Regions from separate parts of the Mus musculus genome. Here region 2 is linked to region 1. A link is a contact called in public promoter capture Hi-C data. All regions are on one chromosome and are shown on one strand. The core of a region is the stretch at or near the end of the contact, and the rest is flanking DNA. Distances in the headings are between cores, read along the strand shown. Region 1 holds the start of Igf1os (a long non-coding RNA gene). Region 2 has its middle 44 kb from the start of Gm30233.

Region 1 (3,719 bases), core at 451-2,950:
AAACCTGCCAATGCCCCACTGAAGTGTTATGCATACATTAAGGTGATGGATATGGGGGTTGGGGGGTGGAGGGTGGCTGTTAGCCATAGGCAGTCACTCAGTTATTCGACCAATCCCTGTGGTTATAAATCCAGGAAACCATCTACTTCTGAATCATTGTAGCAGGGAGAAGAGGGTTGGGAGAGGGGATGGGAGAGCTACTCACTGAAGTAAAAGCCCCTCGGTCCACACACGAACTGAAGAGCATCCACCAGCTCAGCCCCGCAAAGGGTCTCTGGTCCAGCTGTGGTGGAGCTGGTGAAGGTGAGCAAGCAGAGCGCCAGGTAGAAGAGGTGTGAAGACGACATGATGTGTATCTTTATCTGTCGGAGGGGGAAAATAAAAAGGAGGTTCAGGTATCCTTCTGGGTCCTGAAAGGATGGGGCAGCGATGTGTTGACTCGCACTTGGTACTCCTTCTCATCATTCATTCAAACGCTCTGTCCTAGAAGAGCAGTGTGGCATGAAGGGCCCCCGAGGGACCTGGCCTGAGCCCATCTTGACATCAGACAAACTGTGGTTAGTCCCTTTGCTACTGGGTCTTCAGAGGTTCTCCTGGAGCTTTTATGAGTTCCTATTATTAATAAGTAGGGTAAAAGGGCTACAAACATTTATTGGGTGACAAAAGATGCAGTTATTTTAGTGTGTGCGCGTATATGTGTGTGCTTGTGGTGGGATGTGTTTATGTGTGTGTGTGGGGTGGGATCCCCATGCCAGTCTGATATAAAACATCTAAATTATCAAATATTAAATTGTGCTCAGCTTTACATTCAAACTGTTTCAACTTAAATAATCTAAAACCTGACCATTTCCAGATGGTACATATATTCATTATATTTATTATTGCTTTGAATATTAAATTAACCAGGGCATCATTCTCTGTCCATAGATTAAGAAGATTTTATACTGGCCAGAACAGTATTAAAAAAATCTATTATTATAGCCTTCCAGAGAGAGAGAGAGAGAGAAAGGAAGGGAGGCAGGGAGAGCAGAGGTGGGGGACGAGGCGGAGAAATCTTACCTGCGAATATTAGCAGCTAACACAACCACAGGTGGAAAACCAAACAAGCAGTCTCAAAACAGGAAAATCATGCAAGATTTAGGAATGCAATTGTCTCACAAAAGCATTGTGAAAGGAAGGTGTGATTCCCTCTCCTTACACACCATGAAGGTCATAGTCTGTACCTCCATAACATAGTGCAGGCTGATGAAAGTCATGATGTCTTTATTTAATTAAAGGTTTATGTGAGGTGAGAGCCTTCAGGAAAAAAAAAAGAAAAAAAGAAGCCTCCATAACAGGGGTAAACTTTCCCATATGTTGTTGTTCAATGGGGGCGTGGACAGTGGGCAGAATTATCATTTAATGACCGGTAGACTGAGGTGGAAAACCCAGTGTGTCTTGCTTCTCCTGATTCTTCTATGCCCCTTTGTGAAGCATTCATAAATCCTGGGTATAAGATTTAGGACCCCTCTGGGGGGAGGGGCCAGTGGCCTGCCATCAGACAGGGCAGGCAGCAGACTTCTCTCTGGCCAGCTCCTCTACTGGAAGTCATGGGAGGTCAGAAGCAAATGTTCAAGTTTTATGGCTGCCTTGGGGAAGAGGGTTTCTCATTTCTCTTCCTGCCTTAGGGGAGAGTGACAAGCAGGAAAAGGGAGGCTGGCAGCAGGTCAGGGAGTTTAACAATCATCTCCCAAACTTCAACAGGACGTAAATGTAATCTTTTACGCCAGGGTCCTCTCTTCTAGCTCACTATCAGACTGAGAGACGTTTTTTAAATGCAGGACACTGGGCTTAAAACCTGCAAGAGCCTTTTCTTGAGCAGCAGCCACTCTGACTTATTCTCTGGGAAGCACTCACGGATCCCTGTTATCAACTTTATAACAAAATCTACCAAGGAACCCTTGTTTGGCACAAGCTAGCCGATGGTTAGTAGCCAAATGGCACCCCTGCCAAAGTCAGCATTCCTGGGACTCCAGTCGCTCTTCATTCTAAGAAGCAGTCAGACACTGTGGTGACGTCCCACTTTTCAGGGTTGCTGCTTGTGGAACCAGCGTGTACTTTCTTCCAGGAAGGCCCCTAAGGTGAGCGACTTCACCCCTTTCAGAGACATATGCTTTCAATATTGTGGAAAGAGTCACCAGTAGAGTATGAGGTGAGCCACCCTATAAAAGGGGTAACGGAGATATACTGGAAGCTATAATTTTTAAAGGAGGTTTTCTTTTTCTTTTTTCTTTTCTTTTCTTTTTTCTTTTTTTTTTTTTTTTGAATCTCACAGTTGAGGCAAATTCATTCAATCCCCACTTGTTTGGAGAGTGAGACTCAGAGATATTGAGTTTATGGCCATTTCCCTGTCCTGTGTGAGTGAGCTCTCTACTTAATGGCTCTATATCAGTGGCAAATTTTACTCAACTATTTTAAACTCATTTTCAATTTAGTGGCTCGTTCTTCAGCCTAGCATTAGGAGGGGGGCAAGGGACCCCTAGGAGGCCCTGATTCTTGATCTCACAAGGTAAATATTTCAGTAGTGTGTATAGAGTGGCTGGAGATGAAAGGAACTCTCCACTCTCAAGTCAACGGGAAACAGAGGACATGCAATTAAGGAGGAGGTACCTCCCCAGTTAAGCCCTTGGTACCTTTGCTCAGTAGGATTTCAGTCTGGAAGTACTCCATCGCCATACAACCAAAGACATCAGAGTTTACAGAAATGAGCTAATGTCTATTGATTCCTCTTAGTTATAAAAAGAAGACAGCGGAGCTTCCCCTTCAGTATTTTTCATGGAAACTTGAATAAATCTAACCCATCAGGGCTTCATGGTTCTTTGTGAAAGGGCAGGCCTGTAATCCCCATGACTGTTCTTAGAGAACACTTCCCTACACTCTGGCAACAGACCAACTTTAGAATGAATGTTAGTTACTCCAGCAAACCCATTTCTGAAGCACTGCCCCCTACCCCTGCTCAGTTTCAGAGAGCGGTGAAGGCCAGCAGGCACCTGCAATGGTTAGTTTGAACCAACTCCACAGCAACTGTTACTCAATCTCACAGCCTTTGTAAATTTAGACTGTCACGAGCTGTCCCAAACTGCATTTTAATAGTTATTTTAAGGGATAGTGCATTTAAGTCCAGCAAGACATATGTACCTGTAGAATTGAAAAACTGAAAACTGCTCAAACCAATTTTCCTTTTTCCTTTCTGCATGGACTTATACTGAAAACCACTGTCTGATAAATATCAATACTAGACCTCTGTACATTTTCCTTTAGCTCAGAGACTAGTCCAGCATACCCACAGAGAGTCAGAGTTTATCACACCATGGTCCCCAAACAGAAAACAATATAGGACTTGCTTAGGAGTTTTAAAAAAGTCCAAAACAAGTCTCCCCATATGTTCTCCATTTCCCCTGGCCCTTATTTCGTCAACCACAAGGAAAACCAGTAGAGAGAAGCCATAGATGTAATAAGAAGAGGGCGAGGAAGGGCCTGAGCAAGAGACAGCCAAAAAAAGTCAATCCTGAACTCAGAACACTTTCCTCAAAGATCACTGATAAATCCACATCTCCAAGGACCTTTCTGTGTTAAACAAGTGAGATATCAATTGATTCCAGGTGTCCGAACAACAACAAAAATGGCTGGTCAAAATACAAGGGCAATAGTTGTAAGTAGGTACTCACTGCAGGTGCGGT
Region 2 (3,719 bases), core at 777-3,276, 180 kb before region 1:
ATGACGTTGAAATCTGGGAAATGGTAGCAATGAGTGCAGGGCAGATGAGCTCTGCCTTCCATCACATAGGACCAGAAAACCAGATTATGTGCTACACCGGGAGCCTAAGAATGGGTCCTCAGATGGTTGCACTTCCACTCCTTAGGACCTGGATGAGGAGGCTTGCTCCGTGGAGGATAAGGACTTAAATGGAATTGAACATCTTCTGATGGCTCTACTCTGGGCTTCCCAAACAGGCACCAGCCAGCACAAGGAAGGAAAAACCATCCTACTTCTGGCTCTTCCAAGACCCTTCATTCTTTCTGCTTATATGCTCAGTTCCAACTTCTAGCAGTCTTTTGATATCTGAACTTCTACACTTTATTATTTTATATCTTACTGGACCATTTCCTGGTTTAATGGTTCGTTTAAAAAAATCCCTTCTGCCTCTGAATTTTTCCCTTCTGGAAATGTTCTCTGGCTGTTTTCTTTCCAACTGAGTCTACCCCAGACCGAATCCTACTCCCTAGAGGTATCCTCTTGTAATGTTTTGATGTATATAGCTTTCCAGACCTCTTCAATTATTTTATATGCTAACTGGAGTCATACCCTGTTACAGCGGGAAGAGACCCTGAAGGTCATCTGCCCTCCTCCCCATTTCTACCTTGGAGGTTTCCATAAGATAAATGTCCCATCTAAAATCCCACCATAGCATGGAGCTGACAAACTAAAACTTAGGTCCTAAGTTCCGCATCACGTTTTAATATTCTTAGTCTATTGGGTGCCTCAGAGAAGTGGTTTCTGTAAGGTAGATGGAACGGCGTGTGGTGATTTACTTTACAAGGCGAGCATCCATTTTCTAATGGATGGTAACAGCTCTTCCTAACCACACAGCAATGCCTGCAGCGTTTCCTTTGGCTAGAGGCTGGTTTCACAGGCCTGGTGCTCTGCTGCCTAAAGCAGCGCTCTTGGATGGAAGCCTCTCGGTCATACAGAAACCCTTGCCTCTACTTCAGTCTTTCACTCCATTGTGTTGGCCACAGTCACAGGTCTCCCTACGTTTGCCTCAAGTGCTTCTGGAAGGATGGAGCTTAGCCCAGACAGGCTGTTCACAGAGCAGACTCTGGCTATCTTTCCGAATGTTCCCCATAAACCCCAGGATTTTCTTCTGGTGCAGAACATCATGTTTTGTTTTGTTTTTTTTTCTCATATACCTTCAGATAAAATTTATAGCTTGCTTAGTAGGGTCTGACCTACCTTAGACATCTAGTCTGGCCTTCTTTCATATTTTTAAAACCGATCCTCCCTAAGGCTTTTACTTTGAGTACAAGTTGCGCTCCTCCGGTCCATTACAACCTGCACGTGCCCATGAAATGGCCCTAATGGGAGCCTTCAGATCTGCTGTCTCCTCTTCCTATTCCATCTCGGAACATCTCGCTCACCTGACCCACTTGGATACCTTACGGTTGCTCTTCTTCCACCTGGCAGAGAGCTTTCGTCTTCATCCAAGCCTAACATCTCTTCGGAGTTATCATGAATACATTTCCTTTGACTATAGCCAGATCAAGCTCATAGTAAATTTTGGATAAAAATGTTGTTGTTGTTTTGTCCTTTTTTTTTAAAATTTTTAATGTATTTTTGTCAGGCACACAAATCAACCAAACTTGAACTTGAAAGGAAGAATGTGCTAAGAGGGGGCGCCGGGGGAGGCACTCTGCAAATATATTTTGCAATGAACAGAGTACAGGCGAGCTCTTCGGTGCATGGTGTGGAGGTTATTGTGTAGGGACTTTTCTCTCACATTAGTCTCTGCCTGATGTTTCCGTGTGTGTGTGTGTGTGTGTGTGTGTGTGTGTATTGTATGGTATGTTAAACAAGTGTTATTTTGTTTCTTGTAGCTGCAGGAGAACACGTTCATGTTTGCCTTTCATATCCACTTTAAAAGGACGGGATCTGTTTTACAACTTGGGACCGTTGCTATGAAGCCGTCTGAAGCATGGCCTCCAGTTCAGGCTCACGCCTCTGGGCCTTAATCACAAGCAGATGCTCCCCTGAATCAAGAATTTCCCTCTCTGCCTGCCTATTCGGCCTGAGCAATGAGCTGCCTAACTTGGATCCTCTGGGCTTCTTGAAAAACTCCACAGGCTGCCTCCCTAGCATGCTGGTAACAGAAGATTGATATTTCCCAGGTCCAAGCAGGACTTTGAAATAATACCTATCCCTTGCAGAGAGCTATTTATCTTCCCCTCCTCCCACAAGTGTTTTCACATACATGAGCTCATTGTATCCTTCACGAAGTCCTTGGAGTTAATCAGGAAAAGTAGAATTTCCCCCCCCAGGAACCTGAGGTCCTGATGTTAAGTAGCGTTCCCAGGTCACACAATGAGCTTGGACTCCTGGTCTAGTATTCTTTGTACCAAAGTGACACCAGCATTGACTTGGTCCTGTGTCAAAGTTGTTCAAGCTGTTTCTCAGGAGCTGGCTGAATCCAGGCTGCCTATCATTTATAGAGCTTAAATTTAAGTTACATTGGAACATCAATGTACTGTTCTGTGTTTTTCTCCTAAGTCTTCAAGCTATATATCGAAGGCAGTGAATCAGTGGCCCTAAAATTTTGGGGGGTAGCTTGTTTAAGATATGCTGGTTCAGAATATAAAAGATATAGCCCCAAATTCAGCGTAAAAGAATAATAAAAATGTGCTTAACCAGTGAGCCATCTCTCCAGATCCCGGAGTTTTAAGAAGCTTGGTCTGTGACTCTCATCTCTTCAGCATATACTCTGTGTGATAAACTTTTTTTTTTTCTTATAGGAATTAAGGAGGCTGCATTTTATTTCAGGATTGGTATGTATCATGAGATGAGGTTAGCACAAAAGCTCGTCTTACAAACTTGTAGAAGTCTTGGGGAGAACTGTGGCCATCTGAAGACTCAAACTGAAGGCTTCAATCCATATATGTACAAACGTGGGGAGTGGCAGCTGTGTAAAGATGTGCCAGTAAACACATAGATGCTGAAGCAGTATGTTTGAAATATCCTCATAGCTGTCGCAGAACTAGGGTACAGTTGGGGAATTTATAATCTAGGCTTCTGCCATAGAAGCAGATGTGAACAAGGCCACCTGCAGAGTTGGTGACAGTTAAGAGCTTTGAGCTGGACTTCCAGCTTTGGCCCACTTTGTGTAGATTTTTAGCTTAACTCCAATACCTTCATTCCCTTTTCTATGCACTGTATAATGGTAGTTCACTTGAACTGCTGATGCTTTTAATCTGAAGCCAGGGCCAGGAAATTGGGAGGTTTTTTTTTTTTTTTTTTTCTCCTTTCCTTTTTTTTTTTTTTTTTTTTAACATCTGGAAATATTTACCTCAAGATCTTGAGAAAAAAGAGTTCTTGGTTGGATAGAGGAGAGGAGCAAGGCAGAGGACCCAGAATCAAAGTGTTCATTTCCAGCTCAGCAAACAACAGACTGTGTACACGATCAGAAGGAACAGAAGTGTCCTCTTTTCTGAGCCCATGAGTACATTGCCGTTGACACAAGGACCTTATCTGTGATAGGTTATGACAGAGTTCCAAACCAGATGACAAGATTCGGTGAGGCTGTTTCTGCTGGACGATTACAATCATCTTAATAAATACTTAGTGCCATTTACTGCGAGGAGAGAGTGGGCGTACAGTACTTTGTGGGCTTCACAGTTAGTGTTGAGGAGTCTAGGAGAAAGACGCTGTAGGAGCAATGATAACTT

What was found. Promoter capture Hi-C pulls out the DNA fragments that hold promoters and counts their contacts.
Region 2: a promoter capture Hi-C map of second pharyngeal arch cranial neural crest shows a contact between it and region 1. The contact joins the enhancer-like site here to the promoter of Igf1os in region 1. A contact is called at or near these places in 14 of 39 promoter capture datasets (the 3T3-L1 cell line, 3T3-L1-derived adipocytes, the HPC-7 cell line and 7 more), 1 of 15 datasets of contacts at CTCF or cohesin (pro-B cells), 11 of 484 Hi-C or Micro-C datasets (DN2 thymocytes, brown adipocytes, cranial neural crest and 5 more), 3 of 115 datasets of contacts at active chromatin or transcription factors (the 230-238 cell line, fibro-adipogenic progenitors and large pre-B cells) and 4 of 9 other capture datasets (adipose tissue, embryonic stem cells, embryonic tail and 1 more).

The regions. Positions count from the first base shown.
Region 1 is chr10:87,861,374-87,865,092 of GRCm38.p6, reverse strand. It overlaps Igf1os (a long non-coding RNA gene), which reads left to right and starts at 1,700. Exons shown (of 3, transcript XR_871929.2): 1 at 1,700-2,120. It overlaps Igf1 (insulin-like growth factor 1), which reads right to left. Exons shown (of 4, transcript NM_001111275.2): 2 at 206-362.
Region 2 is chr10:88,044,633-88,048,351 of GRCm38.p6, reverse strand. No RefSeq gene overlaps it. Among named protein-coding and RNA genes, the nearest start is that of Gm30233, 44 kb to the left of the region's middle. Within about 2 kb of position 2,026, at least 37 of the 459 cell types and tissues checked have an H3K27ac peak or open chromatin away from gene starts, as enhancers often do. A contact at or near this core is called in second pharyngeal arch cranial neural crest and uterus, where this site is marked.